Regions from separate parts of the Sus scrofa genome. Here regions 1 and 3 are each linked to region 2. The links are chromatin contacts, called in public HiChIP or PLAC-seq maps. All regions are on one chromosome and are shown on one strand. Each heading gives the region's core, a stretch centred on a gene start, on an enhancer-like site or on the middle of the called end of the contact. The rest is flanking DNA. Distances are from core to core; before and after follow the strand shown. Region 1 overlaps HIP1R (huntingtin-interacting protein 1-related protein). Region 2 holds the start of CCDC62 (coiled-coil domain-containing protein 62). Region 3 holds the start of HCAR2 (hydroxycarboxylic acid receptor 2).

Region 1 (3,773 bases), core at 534-3,033, 50 kb after region 2:
CTGGAGGTGGGCCAGCTGGGGTGGGTTGTGGGTGGTGAGCTGTGCCTTTCCTTCCAACCACATTGCTGGCTTCCCCTAAGACACCCCCGACCTGGTGATGCTCAGGGCAGCTGACTTCGTGGTCACTGGGATTTCTTCCCAGAATCCCTCTGGGCTCCCCGGGTATCCAGTGACCTCTTAGTCTGGGCCGGGGTGGGGGTGTGGCTGCTTGTCTTTCCCCTCCACCTTCCCATCTTTGACGTACGTTTGTCCCATGACATGTTCACGAGGATCACTTGCTGTGTGTTGGCTTGTTTCTGGTGCCTGGGGTGTGCTACCTATGGGGAAATGACGAGCCCTCTCGTCCCCTTCCAAGGATCCTCATTTCAGCGAAGGAGGCGGGAGATGGGCAGGTATGCTGTGGCAGAGCTGTAAAGAGCCAGACTATGTGCCTCAGTCTGCTTATCTGCCAAATGGAGATAATCCTAGTACCCCATAGAGCCCTGGGGTGGCTACGAGGCTTTACAGGACATCACGGTACCTGGTGCAGAGTAAATGCTGCATTGAGTAGCAGCTAACTGTGCACAGGAAAGCAGGCTGGACTGAAGGAGTCGAGCTAGTGCCTTCATGGGTTCTGTCCCTGCGCACCAGCCTGTAAGTGAGGAGGGTGGGAGCCAGGGCTGCTGGGAGAGGAGCAGATCCGCCGCAGGGGGTGGGCCGACTCGGGAAGGCGGAGAACAGCCCATCCTGGAGGAGTGGTCCTGTGGTGCCCCCCCTTCCAGGACAGCAGGTCCTGCCCCCAGGTGATGCCATCCTCTGAGAGATACTCGGCAGTGTGTGTGTGTTGGGGACCCCAGAGAGGTCAGGGGAAGCCAGCTGTGACTTCCTTGGCAGAACGGCCACCCTCCTGACCTTGCCCCCAGGCCAGCGCCCCATTTGTGAATGAAACCCTCCTGGGCACCGAGTCCAGCAGCTCGAAGTGGAAACTGGGGTTGAGCCTCGGCCTGCTTGGCTGAGGGACAGGGAAACCCAGCCAGCTAACCTGAGAGGCCCGCCTGAAGAGACTCTGCCAGCCGGTCTGCTGTCAGCGATACCCTTCCCCCTGCTCCACCTGATCCCAGGGTGGACTCAAGTATCACCTTGTTTGCTCTCCTGCTCAAGCTTTCCTGGGCTTCCCTAGTTCTCGCGATATTATTCTTCCCAAACACTGCAGCCACACCGTGTTTAGATCTGCTTCACAGAGAGAGAATTCCCTTGTCTCCTCTGAGCCCCTAAGCACAACTCCTGAACCCCCAGATCCTCAGGCAGGGACTGTGTTGACTCCTCTTGTGCCCTAGCACCCAGGAGTGCCTGGCTCAGGGGACACGCTCAGCCTGTGTGCGCTGAATGAATGGGTGCCACCAGGACCTGTGGGTCTCCCTTCTTTGATGTGGCCTCTCGGTGAGGCCTGAAAGGCTGTGGCACCCGCTGTGGGGAGAGATTGAGCCCTTGGAGAAAAGTTCAGTGGACGTGGGATTGTTTTTCCTCTTGCTGAAATAAACACAATTCCCTAAACTGCAATAGGTTCTTCCACCAGGGAGTGACTCAGCCCCCTGGCTTGAGGGACAGACAGGTCTGTGAAGTGATGTCACCAGGGCCCAGGGAAGGAAGCTGCCTGGGCTGGCTTCCTGGCCATCCTGGAGGTGGGACTCCAGCCACATCTACCTCCTCCTCACACGTGTCGCCTGCAGGGCCAGGGGAGAGGTGGTAGTGCCCTTTGCAAACTGCATCCTGGTGAGTGGGCGGATCCTGCCTGGAGCTCACGCCCTCCTGCAGAGAAGGCGGCCACAGCAGCCCTGCCTCCACTTGCGTAAACAGACAGTGTGGGGACCAGGGGGCGTGAATGAAGGGAGGAGTTCAGTCGGCAGGATGGCATTGCTCCACAGACTTCCCGTCTGTTGAAACAACCTTGCTGCAGACTTCTGGCCCAGGGCTCCCTACCGCTTTGCACATGACCACATCCAGCCACCTTCTCGGCTTTAGAAATCCTGTGTTTGCTTTCATTAGTGGCCTTTGAGGCGACAAAGCATTTGAATGACATCTTTCTGTCCTCCAAACAACTCTTGGGAAACCCTAAAGCAGGATAACCCACCTCTCTGCCAGTCTCTGTGCCCTGGCTCTCTGAAGGATGTCTTTGTCCCTGCCAAGTGCCGCCTTTAAGTGTCGTGATAACAGTACAGGGAGGTTGAGGTATGATTCATTTCAGGGTTGATTTTAAAAATAGAATTTGTTTTATAGTTGCGTTTACTATTTAACTCTAGTGGCTAAATTATTAGCTGGAGAAAGAGTCACTCACTGCCTTGCATTTAACCAGGACTTCTGTTTGAAAGTGCTTTTGTTCATTCAAGTGTTCACTCTTTTACTCATCCAGTAAAGATTATTGGCCACCAGGCGCGGATTTGGGGATGGGAGGTACAGCAGGGAGGGGCTAAAACCAACAGGATTCCTTGTGTCAAGTACTTCTGCTCAGGTGTCGGAGGTAGAAACAGAATACATGGTAAACAAATAAGATGGTTTCAGAGAATAAGTGTCCTGGGTGAAAATAACCAGGAGGATGCTCTCGTGTGTGGCTGGGGAAGGCTGCCTGGGAGGGCCGTTTTAGCTCAGAGCTGGGTGGCCCCAGAAGCACAACCAGGCCTGGAGGTGGGACCTGGCTTGCCCTGTTTGAGGGACAGAAGGGGAGACAGTGTGGCTGGAACAGAGAAAGATGTTCCAAGGGTCTTTTTTTTTTTTTTAAATGGCCTCACCCATGGCACATGGAAGTTCCTAGGCCAGGAATCGAATCTGAGCTGTAGCTGCAACCTACGCCACAGCAACAGCAACACCGATCCTTTAATGCACTGCACTGGGCTGGAGATCGAACCTGCAGCTCCACAGGGACCTGAGCCACTGCAGTTGGATTCTTAACCCATGGTGCCACAGTGGGAACTCCCTGAGGGTTTTTTAATGTAATTAATTTTTTCCTTTCTTTTTTTTTTTTTTTTTACGGCCACATCTGTGGCATGTGGAAGTTCCCAGGCTAGGGGTCATATCAGAGCTACACCACAGCCACAGCAATGCCAGATCCGAGCTGCAGCTTATGGCAACACCAGATCTTAACCCACTGAGTGAGGCTAGGGATCGAACCTGCATCCTCATGGATATTAGTTGGGTTCTTAACCTGCTGAGCCACAGTGGGAACTCTTGGAGGGTCTTTTTAATTCCTGCTTCCCAGTCAGGAAAGGGAGAGTTTCTAAAGCAAAGGCTCTCCAGTGAATCCAGGGTGGATGGGACCAGGGTCTGCGGACAGGGGTGCCACAGATCTGTATTTGTCCCATTCACGGGGGCTGGGGTCTCCCCAAGTCCACGTTCCTCTGCTGTGCAGAGCTTCCTGTGACCTGGAGGATGTCCGGTCTCACTGAGAGCGACCAGGGCTTCAGCCTCTGTGGTCCGAGCCCTTGCCAAGGGTGGTGGGTTTCCAGAATGGTGTCGTTGATATGGGTACACATTAGGCTGAGGGTCTGTGGCCCCGCGAGGCACCTGAGCTCCTGCTCCCTCCTCAGTGGCCGTCCTCTCCCCAGGGCCCCACCCCTGACTGTGTGGCTCTTCCTGGGGCCCCTTTACCTGGCGTGAAGCCCCACAGGTGAGGGGGCAAGGACGGGCTTACTGGGTGTAGCTGCTGACCAGTGTCCCAGCTTGGTCGCCTGGCTTGGCTGATAGCATCCACACCCCAAGACTTCGGTCTCAAGCCCCCACCAGGTGCTGAACGTCTTGGG
Region 2 (3,998 bases), core at 890-3,389:
GGCTGGCAGCTGTAGCTCTGATTTGACCCCTAGCCTGGGAACTTACATACTTCGTGTACAGCCCTAAATAGACGGAAAAAAAAAAAAAAACACTTCTTTTTTATTTATTACATAGAAGCCCCAGTAAATCAGCTGTCTCTTAAGGTATAATCCATGGTAGCTTTCTCACTCTTAAAAGTTGATAAGTTAACTTTATGTTTTTTGTTTTGTTTTCCTTTTTGTCAGCATGCTTGGCATGTGGGGAATTCCTGGGTCAAGAATCAAAACTGGCAGTAACCTGAGCCACAGCAGTGACAGCACTCGAACCTTAACCTGCTCACCCACAACAGGAATCCAAAATAGTGAAATTTTTGATTTGCAACTAGTCATAATAATCCCTTACCATATTCAGTTAATATTTACCAGCCATAATCTTAAAATGTCAGCCTCATTTCTTACTGCTTCCTGTACCTCAACTCTTACAGTTGAGTGTTAAGCATGTGGTTGTCTTGTGAACGATGGCATTTTAGAGCTTCCTAAAAATACCAAATTTTACAAAGGTGAAATTTTAGAAGTATGTGAAATATTAAAATGCTCCTCAATTGGAAAACTGACATTCAACCACATTCCTTTTTTTTTTTTTCTCATTCCACTACCAAGAGTTACTGCATAATCAGCTACTGATAGGCCATTTTTAACAACTAGTCAGCATTTGCTTTCTTTCTTTTTTCTTTTGCCTTTTTAGGCCACTGTGCAGCATAAGGAAGTTCTCAGGCTAGGGGTTGAATCGGAGTTGCAGCTGCCAGTCTACGCCATAGCCACAGCAACACAGGATCTGAGCTGCATCTGGGACGTACACCACAGCTCACAACAATGCCAGATCCTTAACGCACTAAGCAGGGCCAGGGACTGAACCTGCATCCTCATGGATATTAGTTGGTTTCATTATTGCTGAGCCACGACAGGAACTCAGAGCATTTGCTTTCTCGATTAAGTTCGAAGGCACTGTCTTGTCCATTCTCAACATGACCTTGTCCTAAGGATGCAAGTGTCATCCAAATCAGTAAAGCTTCACAGTAAGAAATTCAAATTTTATTTTTTCATTTTCGGATCGTCTTTTATAAACAAAAGGGCGTGTCTTGCTAATTTACAGTCAACCAGAAAGTAAAGGTGAAATACTATTAAGACTGTGTTTGGTGATCTGTCTTGACAGGAATGCCATCTTACAAGTTAAGCAGCAGTGGGTGGACAATCAGAGGTTAAATATAAGCTTTTTTCATTTTTCGGCTGTGCTCTCTGGCATGCGGTGGTTCCCAGGCTGGGATCTAACCCTCACCACCAGGGAACTCCAATTTTTTTTTTTTGTGTGTGTGTGTGTCTTTTTGTCTTTTTGCTATTTCTTGGGCCACTCCTGAGGCAAATGGAGGGTCCCAGGCGAGGGGTTGAATTGGAGCTGTAGCCGCTGGCCTAAGCCAGAGCCACAGCAACGTAGGATCTGAGCCATGTCTGCAACCTATACTACAGCTCATGACAATGCTGGATCCTTAATCCACTGAGTGAGGTCAGGGATCGAACCCACAACTTCATGGTTCCTAGTCGGATTCGTTAACCACTGAGCCACGACAGGAACTCCTGTTTTTGGGGTTTTTTAGGGCCGCTGCTCCTGGGGCATATGGAGGTTCCCACACTAGGGGTCAAATCAGAGCTGTAGCTGCTGGCCTACACCACAGCTCATGGCAACACTGGATCCTTAACCCATTGAGCAAGGCCAGGGATTGAAGCTGCGTCCTTATGGGTGCTAGTCAGATTCATTTCTGCAGAGCCACAGTGGAAACGCCTCCAATTATTTTTGTATAGTTCAATTCCTATTATAACATGAAGAATAAAATGTAGAAGAAAGGGTGAAAAAAGCTTAGTATCAGAGTTCTCCTCTGGCGCAGTGCGTTAAGGATCGTTGTCACTGTGCCAGCTTGGGTCGCTGCTGCAGCACAGGTTCAACCCCTGGTCCAGAACTTCCACATCCCTCACGCAGGGCCAAGAAGAAAAAAAAAGCTTAGTTTCAACCCAGAACAGTAAATGTTGTCACAACAAAGTGTCAAGTTTCTCATTGCAATTCAAGAGCTATATCAAGAGTCCAAAAAAATTGTTTTCTTTTTTCACCTGATTCTTAGCTTAGGCCTGTCTGCTAGGATGGTCAGCAGCTGACTATGAACTGCCAGGGCTGGCTTCTGCCTCCAGTCTCTTTGTTGCCTGAATGCCAGGGGTACACAGCAGCTAACGACCGTGTTCACAGTTTGGCAGGAGATCATGGAGCAGAAACAGCCATTCGTTGCTTTATCATTCCCTGGGTGATGGTTCTTTGCAGGCGGTGGGTAATGGCTTTTACATCGTCAGATATGCCTTTCAAGAGCCCCCAGGTCCGGATTTGGAAGAACAAAATGCCCGGGTAGGAGCTGGCTTCCCGCGGGATCGCGCAACCGGCCACCGGGTGTCGCGAGAACCGGGGCGGCCCCTCAGCGACCCTATAGGCCGGGAGGCCGGGCACGCTCCGCGGGGCTGGCGGTTTAGGCGGGCTTGCTTGGGCCAGCGAGGGCGCGGGGCTCCAGCGCTCGGGGCTGGCCCCCGCCGCTCCGGGCAGGCGCGCCTATGGCGTTTCTAAGGTGACGCTGCGCACACTGACTCTCCGGGGGCGGAGGAAACACCTATGAACCCTTCGGCCTCCTTCCTGGCCGGGCGCCAGGTGAGCGGCCGCCGCTTGGCGCCTCCCTCCCGCCGCGGGCGGACTCGCCGTTTCCGCCGGCGGGTCGGTGGGAAGCGGAGGGCAGATCTCGGGGACAACGTGTGTCTGGGCCGAACGTGGCTGGTTTTTCGGGAACCGTTTCTGCTTAAAACAATACTCGGGATGTAGAGGGAAGAGGGAGCGTCACATCCGTTTCCTTTAATAAAATCTTGTTTTTCAGCCCAGGCGCAAAGTCGAGTGGCGAGCATTAGGTGCTGCTCACTTTTTAAGGGTAACAGTGGGCATTTGTAGATCTGCCTTTATATACGCCTTCTCGCTTCCTGTCCTTAACGTTGCTTAACAGCAGCCTGCTAGTGGAGCGGCACTCTTATAATCCATTTTACTAAAAAGTCTTGAAAATAAACTTGTCTGACATTTGCATTTACCGGTATTGGTTGAGTTGAACGGGATGTGTACACTTGGCCTGTTGCTTGTGTTGCTCGACTAGAATACGTGCTCCTTGCCGGTGAGCTCAGTGCTGTATCCCCAAAATGGCGCTAAATGTTGAAGGAATGAATAAGTGAGTGAATGACTTACCAAAGACTGGAATTCAAGTTTGTGGACTTGGAATCCCTTGACTCCAAATTCCATTTTCTCTGTTTAGTAAGTAACTGAAATTCACTCGTCATTTTTATTTATTTGCAATTCTTTATTTTTCCAGAAAGCAGTAGTGATGTACATGGGCTCCTGGTGAACTTTAAATTACTGTTTGTAAGGTAGATTTTTTTATTTTTTTGGTCTTTTTGCCTTTTTCTAGGGCCGCTCCAGCGGCATATGGAGGTTCCCAGGCTAGGGGTCTAATCAGAGTTGTAGCCTCCGGCCTAGGCCACAGCCACAGCAACGTGGGATCCGAGCTGGGATCCGAGCCGCGGCCTGCGACCTACACCACAACTCACGGCAACACCAGATCCTTAACCCGCTGAACAAGGCCAGGATTCGAACTTGCAACCTCATGGTTCCTAGTCGGATTCGTTAACCACTGAGCTATGACGGGAACTCCAAGATAGAATTCTTAAAGTAACACTTTCAGTTTTTTTTTTTAATTGAAGTACAGTTGATTTACAATATTGTGTTAGTTTCAGAGTAGAGCATAGTGATTGTTTCGTTTTTGTTTTTCAGCTATTTATTTCATAGATGCAGACAGTATTGTACTTTGAAATGTGACTTACAATCTTAATAATAATATAACAATAATAATTAATGTTTGTTGGATTGCTTATGATGAAACAAAATTATTATT
Region 3 (3,470 bases), core at 190-2,689, 50 kb before region 2:
GCCCACGCTGCCACACCAATTCCCTAAATCTGATTCTCTTGAACCTGGAAGTTCTGGGAAATCGCGGGCCAAGGCTAATGATGTTAGTCTGGGCACCAGCCAAACCATTTCTCCAGAGATCCTGGTCCTTGGTGACCATCTCCCTTCTTGGCTTGGTTGTTTTAATGAGAGGCTGGAGTCAGGTCAGAGGGGCTCAACGGCTCCCTGGGATCGGCCACTGAAGTATCAGGAACGTTCCTGTGGGTGCTGGGTTCCCCAGTGAGCTCGAGGCTTGTGCTGCGGTTATTGTTGGACTCCTCCAGCACCTTCCTCCGCAGGCAGCGGTTGATCAAGGTGGATAAGAAGTTGGGGAAAGATGGGCTGGAGAAGTAATACACCAAAGGGTCCAGCATACTGTTCATGTAGGTGAAGCTGAGGGTGATATAAAACGCCAGGTCCACCGAGCGGTAGATGTCACAGTTCTCCGTTCCAGCAGTGCGGAGAAGCCAGAAAATGCGGATGCGCACGGCCACGCTGGGCAGGAAGCAGATGATGAAGACGATGGCCACCACCATGACGAAGTTGATGGCCCTCTTGATCTTGACATGCCGGTCCATTTGTCGCTGCCGCAGGCTCCAGACAATCCTGGCCGAGCAGAACAGGATGATGCCCAGGGGCAGGAAGAACTCCAGGAGGAACATGGCATCATGCCAGCGGAAGGTATTGCAGATGCTGAAGCTACTGCACAAATATGAGTCGTGCTTCTTGATTAACATCGTTTTGTTCAGGAGGTGGACCGTCAGGCCAATTGTGAGGCCCCACAGGAGGCAGGAGATGATGGCTGCTGTGCGATTGGAGATCTTGTTCAGAGCGTGGTGGGGATGGACCACCCGGAAGTACCGGTCCACGGCCACCACTGTGAGGAAGATGATGCTGCCCTGGCGGTTCATGGCCAACATGAAGAGCATTATTCGGCAGGGGATGTCCCCAAATCTCCAGTCCCACTTCCTCACATAGTTGTCCGTCAGGAATGGCAGGCAGATGATCAGGAGAAAGTCAGCCACGGCCAGGTTGAACAGGAAAATCCGGCTGGATTTCCAAGACTTGAGGTGGAAGCAGAAAATCCACAGAGCAAGGCCATTACCCAGGAGCCCGAACACAAACTCCAGCCCCACCACCGGCGGCAGCACCTTGGCAATGAAGTCATCCCGGAACACACAGCAGTTCTTGTCGCCTATTTTCAGAAAATGATTCTGCTGGTGGGACGGGTTCATGATTGAATTGAGCTGGTTCTGGGAGCGCCTCACCTAGCCAATGCTCAAAGAAAGAGGTGTGGGTCTGAGTGGCGAACCTGTGGTTCAGTGCTCGCCTTTATGTCATGTCAGGGTGTTGAAATAGATGACTGAATGGTTACCAGGAAACTACGAAATCGCCTTAAAAAAAAAAAAAAGCCAGCAAGGCTCTTATGCAACCTACTGTTTGCATAAACAAGTAATAAAAAAAAAAATCCCCTGGGCACACAGGAACCCACAAATTCTTCTAAATGTAAAGAATATGTTTAGACAAGCAGACTGTCATTGTGAATTACTGAAATGTGGAGGGCCTCCTTGTGGAAGGCTGCATGCCTGTATGCTGAAAACATAGCACAGGAGAATTAATTCCCTGTCCTGTGGTTGGCTTACATAATGAACGAAACAACAACAGCAATAATAACTTAGTATACTCAACAGAAACATGAATAATTAGTATGGAATATTGCGGTGCATGTATTTTAAGAAATGGTAGAATGTGTATACGGTTTTGGGGGGCGGATTCGTGTTTTTATTTTTTGGAAAAGCGGAGAGGACAGTGATTTTCTAATATTTTATGAGAACAGATGTGTTGCGTTTGATGTTCCCATGCCATCTTCTCTGTACAAACATGGGTTGCTTTGCTGCACCGGACCGATGCAATTAATCTCTAGTAATGAAAAAAAAAATGCTATTTGAGAACAGCATGCAATTTCATAAGATGTTTGAAAACTTGAACCCTGTGTGGCTTGCCAGTGCTGTGTTACAAGAAGTTGGGGTTTTTTCTTTGTGTTAGATTTGGAGATACCTCCATGCTCAAGTAAGTAATGCATTGTTAGGCCCATGATTTTTTTAATTAGTGAGTTTTATTTTTTTAGAGCAGTTTTAGGTTCACAGCAAAATTGGAAAGTACAGAGCGTTCCTGTATATGAGCTGTCCCCAAAAGCACACAGCCTCCCCTATGAAGTGCATGGCATTTTAAAAGCCCCCATTTTTAGAAAATTAAACTTAGAGAGCCTGAGAAGACTTTGAACTCTGCCTCACAGCCAGTCACCAGTTTCACACATCATTTCTTTGCTTTTCAGTGTAGTTGGGTGTAGCCAGACAGAACACTTCCACCCTGTAATATTTGGGGCTGACAAATTCCTGCTGTGCAAGAGCTCCTGAGTTGTCTTGCTTTGAGTGAGAAATTGAACATTTGTTTCTTTAGTTGCACACCCAGGTCCCATAATAGGGGTTTGTAGTCTCTTCACAGTAAAAGAGGGTCAGGATGATCTCATGTTAGACTCACCTGGGAATGAGAGGCACCTGATGAAGACGATGATGAAGACGATGTTGGCACCTACTTCACGGAGAGCTTCCCATAGGCAGGAGACCACGCTTGATGCTTTCAATATGTTATCTTCTTTTACCCTGACCCTGGCCCCGAGGTAAGGACTATTACTGATTCCTATCTCAAAATGAGGAAAGTGAAGCTCAGAGAGGTTGGTCATATGTTCAAGGCTACATATCTAGTAAGATTTCAATCTGGCACTGACTTCAAAGCCTGTGTCTCTAACCATTACACGACACTGCCTCTCACTGTATTCCTGCTCCATCTATAAGGATGCACTGGATTGCAGTCACATTATGTGAGAGTAGGAAGCCTCGAGTGAAATGACTAGTATCTGTTCCCCCGCTTTACTGCCTGTGAATATCCTGCTTCCTTCTTGGGTGAATATGGACTTGTCAATGACATTCATAAAGTAAGCCTAAGGGCCTTTTTTAATGAAGAGTCAGAGAAACTGACTATTCACAATAGTTATTTCTTTTTCTTTCTTTCTTTCTGGCCACACCCTCAGCATATGGAAGTTCCCAGGCCAGGCACTGCCCAAGCCACAGTTGCAACCTATGCCTCAGCTGTAGCAATGCCAGATCCTTTAACTCACTGTGCCAAGCCAGGGATCATACCCACACCTCCACAGAGAGCAAAACCTCTGTAGTCAGATTCTTAACCCACTGCACCTCAGCAGGAACTCCCACAATAAGTCATTTTTGGGAGCTGGAATTTGCCAGGGAGTCTCCCTTTTGAAGTTTTACAGTTTTATTTATTTACATATTCTTTTAATTTTTAAAATATTTTTTTCTGGCTGCTGCCATGGCATATGGAAATTCCTAGGCCAGGGATCAAATCCACGCTGGAGCTGTGACCTATACCACAGC

The links. HiChIP or PLAC-seq counts read pairs in DNA pulled down with a chosen protein or histone mark.
Region 1: an H3K27ac HiChIP or PLAC-seq map of skeletal muscle shows a contact between it and region 2. The contact joins the enhancer-like site here to the promoter of CCDC62 in region 2. A contact is called at or near these places in 13 of 47 Hi-C or Micro-C datasets (alveolar macrophages, blood, embryonic fibroblasts and 8 more) and 2 of 2 datasets of contacts at active chromatin or transcription factors (alveolar macrophages and skeletal muscle).
Region 3: a contact with region 2 is called in an H3K27ac HiChIP or PLAC-seq map of alveolar macrophages. The contact joins the promoter of HCAR2 here to the promoter of CCDC62 in region 2. A contact is called at or near these places in 1 of 47 Hi-C or Micro-C datasets (embryonic fibroblasts) and 1 of 2 datasets of contacts at active chromatin or transcription factors (alveolar macrophages).

Annotation. Positions count from the first base shown.
Region 1 is chr14:30,014,606-30,018,378 of Sscrofa11.1, reverse strand. All of the region lies in intron 1 of HIP1R (huntingtin-interacting protein 1-related protein), which reads left to right. Among named protein-coding and RNA genes, the nearest start is that of HIP1R, 7.9 kb to the left of the region's middle. Within about 2 kb of position 1,783, at least 38 of the 83 cell types and tissues checked have an H3K27ac peak or open chromatin away from gene starts, as enhancers often do. A contact at or near this core is called in alveolar macrophages, embryonic fibroblasts, liver and 2 more, where this site is marked.
Region 2 is chr14:30,064,779-30,068,776 of Sscrofa11.1, reverse strand. CCDC62 (coiled-coil domain-containing protein 62) reads left to right here and starts at 2,139. Exons shown (of 13, transcript XM_021074080.1): 1 at 2,139-2,719; 2 at 3,207-3,361.
Region 3 is chr14:30,114,983-30,118,452 of Sscrofa11.1, reverse strand. HCAR2 (hydroxycarboxylic acid receptor 2) reads right to left here and starts at 1,439. Exons shown (of 1, transcript XM_021072989.1): 1 at 1-1,439. The coding sequence starts at 1,253. The coding sequence ends at 162.